Regions from separate parts of the Anser cygnoides genome. Here region 2 is linked to region 1. The links are chromatin contacts, called in public Hi-C maps. All regions are on one chromosome and are shown on one strand. Each heading gives the region's core, a stretch centred on a gene start, on an enhancer-like site or on the middle of the called end of the contact. The rest is flanking DNA. Distances are from core to core; before and after follow the strand shown.

Evidence for each region. A called contact is a pair of places that touch in the nucleus more often than the background predicts.
Region 2: a Hi-C map of liver shows a contact between it and region 1, with 4 times the contacts expected there. The contact joins two enhancer-like sites. A contact is called at or near these places in 2 of 7 Hi-C or Micro-C datasets (both in liver).

The regions. Positions count from the first base shown.
Region 1 is chr7:9,319,551-9,324,672 of Taihu_goose_T2T_genome, reverse strand. No RefSeq gene overlaps it. Among named protein-coding and RNA genes, the nearest start is that of HABP2, 17 kb to the right of the region's middle. Within about 2 kb of position 1,927, at least 2 of the 3 cell types and tissues checked have open chromatin away from gene starts, as enhancers often do. A contact at or near this core is called in liver, where this site is marked.
Region 2 is chr7:9,678,924-9,683,495 of Taihu_goose_T2T_genome, reverse strand. The region is part of intron 3 of TCF7L2 (transcription factor 7 like 2); the gene reads left to right. Among named protein-coding and RNA genes, the nearest start is that of TCF7L2, 23 kb to the left of the region's middle. Within about 2 kb of position 1,580, at least 1 of the 3 cell types and tissues checked has open chromatin away from gene starts, as enhancers often do. A contact at or near this core is called in liver, where this site is marked.

The DNA of each region.
Region 1 (5,122 bases), core at 678-3,177:
GCTGCTGGGGGAGCAGCCCACACCCAGCGCTGCCTACAGCATTCTTTTTGGAGACTGAGTTCCCTTGCTCCCTGCTTGTCCTGAAACCTGCTGCCAGCCATGCTGGTTTGTACCCAAGCTTGTGGTCCCCATGCTCTGACATAAAAATCCCGCTAATTCTGTGTGAAGTCACTCATCCACGCCTGGTGAGGAGTCAAGCTGTGACCATTACTTTCAGACCACTTATGACACGAGCTAGATTTAGACACGTATCTCAAGAAGCATAAACCTGTATTTTCTGACTTCACTGCAGTTCTAGATGATGGTAAAAGTCAAACCCGCCACAATAATTACCCATCTATTTCTCATCATGCTTTCTGTAGTGCCCGTCACTGTAAAACCCAGGATATATTTGAAAGTTAAATAAATCATGCGAAACTCAGATCTTTGTTTCAGCGAGGCATTTTTTGCAGCGTCGGAACGGAGTGCAAGTTGTAAGTCTTGTCTGTGCGAAGTGTCTTTTATAGCTTCCTTGCTTGTACAGCGCAGCTTGGGAATTTTAAGACAGAGGAGGGTACATAAATTGTACAGCTCTGTGCTGCAGAGGAGACTGCTGTAACGCTGCTGAAGGTGGGAGAGTTGTAAATGGGAAGGACTTTTGTTCAGTGTTTAGTATAACCATTTCACTTTGTGCTGAGACAGAGACAGCAGGTGGAGAACGCTTTTTGGGTTTTAGAAACATTTAACTGAGCAAGAACACACCTTCCTTCCTCTGTTTTTCAGGTCTCAGGGAGACTATACAGACATCACTTTTCATTCTGAGGGACACAGCAAATCAAAGCCAGACCAGGTCTGGGTAGTTTTTTCTCTCTTGCTGCTGCCTTCCACAAGTGTGGGAATTTCGTTGGTAAGATGATGCTGATATCACTGGTTTTATCTTCTGCTGATGCTGATGCTGAGCTGATGTGCCTGGTGTAGGAAGGTTTCTTACAAAAGTGTTTTTGGGAAGAGGTAGAGATAGATGTACTGGGATTCTCTATGTCTGTGCTGGTTCTTACAGGTCAGGGATGATAAAGTGTCCGTGGAACCGAGGTAGGGCAGGATGGCATCCCCTGGAGGTGTCCTGAGGTGGTCCCATGGCTGCAGCAGTGACTTGCAGGTAGCTGCCACTGCTGCCTACTGTTCCGAGGGAAAACCCCATTCCTCACAGGGGGATTGAGGGAGAGGTCCCCAGTGTTGCCTTCATGGCCCCTCTGCTGTCTTGAGATTCTCACTGAGGTCAGGGCAAGTCCAGATGAGCATGTGTCAGGGTCACGAGTTACACCGCTATCAGTCATCATCTAGGAAAGGGAACATCTCTTCTCTTCCCTGTCCCTTACACTGGAATTTTGCTGGGTCTGCATGGGCCAGGTTTTCACCCGGAGGGAATAAATAGAGTCTTCACCTTTTTGAAGAGGGTGAAGAGGAGCTGGTGCCACAGGAGCAGGCAAAACTTCTAACAGGACTGTCCAACGAGACTGGCCAGCCTGCTCTGTTGTATCCATTAATAACGGTGCTGCACACACAGAGTTCTCAATCCTGTGTTTTGTGAATCATAAAACAGGGGGAGCCATCCTTTCAAGTATCTAGTAGGACACCTCCTTTTCAGACCTCAGTGTTTCAAATACCTCCAGTGTTGAAACGGATGTGGCTGGAGAGAGGAGTCACTCCTCTGCCCTGTGCAAAAAATCCCGGCGGACCAAACGCCAAGAGACGCTGCGCACCCCTTTCAGTAGCTCTTATTGATGCAGCCAGGCAAACTGCAGGTCATGCTACACAGCAGTCAAGTGTGCGCCCCACGGTGGGAACAGCAGAGGCACTTTGTGGCTGCAGCCCACTGCCGTGGCTGGATGCTGACCTGCAGAAGCACCGTCGCTCTGCTCTGCCAGTCCCAGCGCAGCTCGCTGCACACAGATCGAGCGGGCGAGAGGGGTTCTTTATTTGCTGAGATTGCAGAGAAGTCTGTGTTACCGTGACCTTGCTTTTCTGTGGCTCCTGTTCTAGCCAGCCGCACCGTGTTGCGACCTGACCTTTCCTTGAATGTAACTGTTATTTGCAGAACGAGAGGTGAATGCTCAGAAATGTTTTTGGAAGCTGGCGGCAAAGGCCAGGTTAATGGTTACGTGTGTGCTAACACAGACTCTGACCCACGGAGTCTCGGCGCAACCGAGAGCGCTGCTGTCATCTGCTCGCGTGGCGCAGGACGGCACAGCGCAGAGCCCACCTAGAGCAGCGATGTCTCCTCACTGCCACATCTCTCATTAGCAGCAGCCTCTACAGCAAGAGACACTTCTTTCAAAACTTAAAAAGTGAGCGTGAATGCTGTTCAAAAGCCTGCTTGTTAGAAGACTAGAAGCGGATGGCAGCCTGAGCTGGGGAGATATAGAAGACTTAAAATACATATATATGAATCATATATGCCAGCCTATAAGCCAGCGTGTACAGAAACTGACCTTGCTGTTTCATCACTGCAGAGTACACGAACTGCATAATTTGCTCCATCCCACGAGTACTTGTCCCCCTCTGCTGTCTGTCCTGGTGTCACACACTGCAGCTGTGTGGGGCAGCTTCGCCCCCTCCCTCTTCCATCCGTTCCTTCTCCTTCAGCCGACAGCGGGACAGCCGACCTTCTGTCTTCATCATTTCTTCAACAAAAATATGGCCCAGTTTCTGTTCATTTTGGTGCAGGGATGAGTCCTGATCAGTCAGGGTGCAGCGTTTTAGTTGGCTGGTTGCTTATCTGAAAGGGAGGATCTCCCGCCATAGGTGGGGGAAAAAGAAGACATTTCTGACTGGAGAGATGAATGGAAAGGTCTCTCTCTCAAAAAATGCATAAGAATGAAGTGCTTAGACCTGGACATAATAGGTGTTCAGGAACTCAGCTTTGAGTTCAGATTCAATGTCAATGTATATTCACAGTCTTGTCTGAGGATGTCTCTGCTCCCGCCTGACAAAAGTTGTCAAGAGTAGTCACTTTTTCCATTTTCTAGCTAAATTGCACAAAAAAAGTTATTGTTCTCCAAGCTGAAGATCTAAATTTAGCTTGCCCTTGAGGTAGGCAATCTCCATCAGAAAATATGTGTCCTTCACAAGTAGAAACAAACAACTATTCTACATGAAGCTGATATGTGAAATAAGCTAAGAACGCATCCTCCTGGGAGTCCAGCAGCCTGCTAGAAGTCCTGGGTCCGCAGTGCTAGAAATGTATTTTGTTCGTGGAGTCTGGAAAAGATCTGCTTAATTTTTTATCCCAGATGACAGTTTTGTTAACCTCTCTCCCTTTCGAGCATTTTTCATTTAAATATTTTTCAATAGAAAATACATAGAGAGAGTGTCGTAAAGGAGCAGGAAAATTTAAGAGGATGTGAGACTGATGGTGCTGGACCTGCCATAAAGTGTCAGCTCTGCAGCCTGGTCTCCTTCTGCTCTCTCATGGGTTTCTGCACTGAAAAACCGCAAAGTTCCACTGCATACGAATGAATTTGGGCTGCACACACATACTTCACGTGTAAGGACAACGTGAAGCCTGTCTCAGTGGATTTAGCCAGGAACCTCATCACCCTAAGCGTGCTTATGAGTAGGTGCACGTGCTGGAGACACACCTCAGCAGTGCCTCTGAGCATCAGCCTGGTGGTGCCCTTTGTGGTCAAACACATGGCTGGATGGAAAGGACTCGCGTTACGTTCACAGAGGGCCAAACAGGCAAAGCCAGTTCCGGCTGGCCTTTTGGGTGACTGGGAGTGTGCTGGTGTAAATCAGAGCACACAGCTAACTCTGCAGCCCTACAGCACCAATCCATACATCACTTCTCCAACGCATGTTGCTGATGTTGACGTTCTGATCTTCCCACTGTGGAAAACGTTACACTTGGGAGAGTGTCTTTTGTTTTACTCATTCCTTACCGAGCTAAAACGTGTGGTATAGTCTCTTTGCGCTCAAAAATGTTACAAAGATGTTTATGTCTTTGCTTAGAAAAAGCTGCCCTTGATTAGCAGCCAGGTATTCACTCACCAGTCATCCCTTCACTGGAAGAATGTGCCATGCAGGCTGCAGAGGAAAGTAATTATGCTTAAGAGAAACTACCCCTGGCTTAAAGCCACCGGGGAAAATAAATCAATTGAACAGAGACCGTGGCATCTATATGAAGATGCAAGGTATCTGTCCCTCAGGCAGTAATGAAGGGCAGGGTAGATGGTTACACACTTAAGGAATGAGACTTTGCTCACAAGCCTGGCATAGAATACTAGAAAAAAATTTTGTAGCAAATTTTCCCAATTTGTGGTAGAAGCAGAGAATTTTGCCCAGATGTGTCTTTTAGGAGCACTGCTCCTCAGAGCGGTGTCACTGAAGGGTACCACTCAATATAGCTGGCTTCACTTCAATGTGACACTGAGATCCAATTACAAAATAGGAGTACGAGCTCTGTATTTGTTCCTGACTGCTGATTTCGGGCATCCACTGAAGGGTAACCACCCTTCCTCTTCTCGCAGTTCCAGAAGCTGCTCAGCAGTTATTTTATCATCCTTTTTCTCATTGTTCTGATGATAAATTTTCCTATAAATTTCCAGATAAAGGTGAAACCATGACCACTGAGAATTACAGATTGTAGAAAGGTCAGCCTGCAAGAGCGCTCTCACCTGCATGCCCTGAATCCTATGCATAGTATTCCCCAAGCATAAAGAGCCAGAAGGATGGTAAAGACTCACCGTAGTGGAAATTCTGGACATGTACTAAACCACCAGGTGTTAAGAGAGCTTTAGGTTATGGGACTGGGGAAAAACTTAATTTGTGGGGAAATTATTTCGTAACTGGAAAAATCCTTCCTGACCCTTGTTTTGCACCAAGGCGCTGGAATGGGCAGCGCTGGGGAGCTGCAGTGACTGCGCCGTGTGAGGCCCCTGAGAGCTGGTTAGAGGAGACTCTGGCCGTCCTAGGGCAGGGCATGGATTGCTGAAGACTGTGTGAATTTGTGTGGTTCTTTGCTGGTTTCTGACAGCTTGGGTTTTGGGATGATTCAGCTGCAAGAGAACATGGGCTGGGTAAACCTCTTTCTGCTCCCCACTGTAAGTTCAAATTAGTTCTCCTCTCTCCCTTCCTGTGCTGC
Region 2 (4,572 bases), core at 331-2,830, 360 kb before region 1:
CACCTGCTGTGCCTCTTTGGCCAGCTCTTGGCCGACAGTCTCTGAAGGGGTACAGGCATGGGCCGTGTCTGCGGATTGAGGCCCTCTGTGCCAGAACGGCTGTTTTTTGGGGACCCTGCCTCACAAGCCGGGGACGGACTTGTGATGGCAAGACCTGGAAGTCAGGCTGGGTCTTCCGCTGGTCTGGCACCCGCTGTTTTTTCTGAGGAGGCTGACCTCAGCGGGGCTGCCGTCCTGGGCTGGGAGAGCGGCTTCAGCACAGCAGCCCACGCGGCTCTGTGACAGGGCTCTGACCGCTCTAAAAAGCCAGATTTTTTTCAGATCCGGCCTCTTGCCAGGATACTGTGTGCCCTTCAACAGCCAGTGGAGCTAGCAGTCACAGTGGATATCCGCGAGGCCCGTTAATGAGGAGCTGGACGAGGGAGCGCTGCGTCAGACAGGAGCAGGGCAAGCTTTGTTTAATCGGCTTCTCGAGTCCAGTCTCCAGCTACGACAACTGATTTGCAACGGAGGCCGCCAGGACAAGCTGGGATACAAAAGCCTGAGGATGCATTATTCTGCTTGGCTTTGAGGCTTTGCGCTGGCTGCTAGTGATAGCTGAGACTTAGTAAATTAAAAAAAAAATATATTAAAAAAAAATCTGCTTATTAGGTGCTCAGCCCAGTTCCTGGTCGCTGTGTAGACTTCTGGCCATGCTGTCCCCAAAGGTGCATCCAAGGCACTGTCAGCACCGGTCTCCTTTTGTGCCAGAGCGTCAACTTGACACCTGTGCGCCATGGCTGGAGCCGAGCCTGCTCGGTGATAGAGTAGGAAGTCTCCTCTTTTGAGGGATTACAACCTGGGAACAGTCTCCCTGTTTTTGTAAGAGAGAACTGATCTAAAGCACTCGGAAACTTTCCCCTGGTCTTCGTCATTTCTCGCATGCTGGAGATTCTTCCTGGTGCCATTGGAGCTTGCCTGCATGGGGCTCGTTGCCTGTTGCGCGGCCCTTGGTTTGCTCTCGCAGCTATTTTGATGGTTAGTGGGCTGCGTGGCTCTTATTTCTGCTCTGCTCAGCCTCGTGCTGGGGGGAAGAGGCTGCGTGTAATTTATAAATAAATATTTATTATTTGGAGTGATGACTGAGAGAGAGGGCATTTCCTGGCTGCGAGTGACGGGTTGGAAGAGTTGGAATCTGCCGGCTCTCAGGTGCCAGGCGATGACCAAACCCAGAAGTCCATTATTACTTTTCTGCTGTGACCCCTGCCCTTCTCTCCCATGCAAACCTGCACCTTACTCCCGTGCCAGCTTGACAAAAATAAACACGCTCCCAAGATCGCTCCCCCCACCGTGCAGTCAAGTGCCTGCTTTGCACAAGGATGCAAGTAGCGTCGCTGCCTCGCCACAGATAAGGGTGATAAGGGTCTGGCCCAGAAACATTGCCCCATACCCACAGCCTTCAGTGGGACAGGAGTAACGCTTGCAAAATTGGGTCCCGGTTCTTGCCACAGCCTTGCCTGCTGCCACCCCTTCCCTGCCCAGCCCGCCTGGGTCAAGCGCCGAGAGGGCTGCGGAGACACTGTGTTCTCTTTCTGCCCATTAATCTGCCAAGCGCTGAGGGGATCGGGTTTTCTTTCTTCGTAGCTTGACGGGCACAAATCACCAGATGATGGGCTTGTGTGGGAATTGATGTCTTTGAGAGTTTTCAGAGTTTTTGATTGGGTGCTCCCGAGATGTTGGGAAGCCCTCCAAGGGAATGACCTGTGGGATCGGTGCCAACTGTACTTTCAGAAGTGACCCGAGACACTTGGAGCTGTTCCCAGTGCTCAGAATTACACTGAAAGGCCAGCATGATGAAAAAACAAATGCAGCATTGCTAAATGTGTGTTGTCCAAAGATTGTGTGAACTGTCGTAACTCTGCTTAAAAAAAAAAAAGCACATAACAATGGCTCTCTCCCGATTTTCTTCAGCTGAGCATCAGGCCATGTGTCTGATTTGTCTCTGTATATAAAACATTCATTGGAATAATAATAAAATAATAACGAAAAAAAAGGTTGAAAATGAAAGAAGTATTTATATTTTTTGTTGGGGGCACACAAAAGGTAATGGTGGTATTTGAATAGAAAACTTAAACCTGAAACAGCGGACAGAATACTGTAATTTTTCTCAGGGCATTGATTTGTATTTGATTTAAATTTTAGTGCAGAAAAACAGAATGATGTTTTCCAGGTTCCAGTGAGGTTTTAGTGTCTCTGCTTTCTATCTGTGCCGAATTTCCCCTTGCCACCTCTAGAAGGAGAATATTTTATATACCATTACTTTAACTACTTTTTGATCTGACCGTAATCATCTTCTATTACAATGTTTAGGTTAAAGAGGTTTTTTGGTATTCTGGTATTGGCTTTGAAAATCTTTAGTCACTGATATCTTTGTTGCTCATTAAGTACATTTTAATTTTTAAACCAAGACTTCTGTCTAAATGTTGGTTTCTTTCAAAGGATCTCCTCTGAATTATGAAAATCCTACCTACATTTTAAGTCATCTAGCTGAATTTTTTCTGTTAAATGATGTACAGCAACTAGTAGTGCATGTTAGTATATAATTCAAGACAAAATGATTTTGCAGAAAATCTGTTAGTGATTTTTCTTTCTCTTCTTCTAAACCAGAAAGAATAAGAGGAAGAATAGCCAAGGGATTGATTGCATTCATAGTTAATAGTATAGATACTGATGTGCATGGCTGTTTGAAATTATAAAAGCTTTGTCCCAGATAACCTCATTTTCGTGAAGGAACCTGAAAAATGTGGATGTGGGGATTAGATTTACTTGGCCCTAAGAAAATAATGTTTCTTTTAATTTGAAACAAACTTTCTTGAACAGATTTTGAGAGGCAAACCATGTCTTGCCTAATTGGCAGAATTAGCTCTCCAAAAACGCATGTTCTTTTCAAACCCAGAATGCACGACTTTGCCTGCAAATATTTTTAATGTTATTATGTGAGCTAGTAGCTGGAGCACTTCACTGAAAATCGGGACTTGGGGGTGTTGGTCCCTATCTCTCCTGATATATCTAAATCCTAACAGCTGAAGCTTTCCAATGCTAGGTACCCATGTTGAAAAGCTCAGGGCTTCATCCTCAGCGGCACTCTGATTTTTGTCATCGCCTCTGCAAGCATCAGTGGGTTTGTGGATGTGGCACCCATCAGAAGAATCAGCCTTGTTTTAGCACCCACGTAGAAAATTTAGGACTTGCCTTTCGTCTGCAAAGCGAGGGTAGCTTTCACCTGCTTGCAGGGTTGCTTCGTTCCAGGTTTGTGAATCGGGTGAGGTGTGTGTGAGAGCGCTGTTTCCTGAGTGCTGAGCGTTTGTTGCTATCTTGGGCAAATGCAGTAAAAGGCGCTGTCCTTGTGCAGGCCAGGCGCTTGTAGGACAGTTTTGTGTCAATCGAGCTTCAGCTTTTTTCCCAGTAAGTATTTGCTGATTGAAATTGAAGAATTGTAAGCACAATTCATCTTACCGTTCCAAGAGCACTGGGTGCGAGCAGCGCTGACTGGGACCAGACATTGACATACGGGCCGTCATCAAACTAATTGTTGTTTGAATTACCTGTTATGATCCGATGACAAATCTGCTTCGCTCCTGCCACTGGAGCAGAAAATGTAGCTTGAATTGGCGTGATGTTAGCAAGTGTAAACTGTACTTCAACAAGATGGATAAACCCAATTATGGGGCAGACCTGTAGAGAGAAAATCCATTTAAATCTCGTAATGTTAAGCAGAGCTGTGTTTAATTCATTTGGACCAATTTGGGAATGATGTATGAGTGTTGGTGAACATTAGTCAAAGGGAGAACAGCCGGGGAAAGAGATGCAGTGTTCAGTCAGGATGGCAGAGGAGAGCTGCGCCGTCTCAGCGGTTAGCACTAATGGCTGTGGAAGGCTAAAATGACAAAAAGATGTACTAACTGCTATTAGGAGAACAGCACAGTGTAAATGAACCAATAAGAGAAACATATGGAGCAGAAAGAAGGTGTAGTATTTTTCTTAAAACTATTGATCTTTCAAATTGAGAAGGAAATATATCTAAATTGAAAATAGCATTTGGTTATTGTGTGTTTTTTTTTTTTAACCGACTGCCACAAAAAATGTGGGGGATTTTTTGATTATTTTTTTTTTCCAACTTCTTGTGTGTGTTATTTTTTTTTTTCCCTTTTAGAAGATTTGTCAAAATGCAAGTGGGGTGAGGTTCTTGTCTTTCTATTTTTAAATTATTCTTTAAACAGAGGGTAGGGATCGAGGACTTCCTCGCAGATTGTTCTTCGTGGCATGATTGCTTTGTGGGCTGTATTTAATGTGTACTTGTTCAGAGGTTTTCCGGCTATGCCTTTCCTTATTTTAAAAGAAAATTAATCACAGCGTCATGCAGGTAGATTGATTGACATATTCCAGAGGATGTAGATGTTGTATAATAATGGCCTAAGAGGCTGTCACTGCTTATTTACTGATTTAATACCTAAAATGTGTGCGCTCGGCAGTTGTCAAATACCGAGGAAGATACAAGTGAGCAATCTCACAAAGGAATTGCTTTGGCATGAC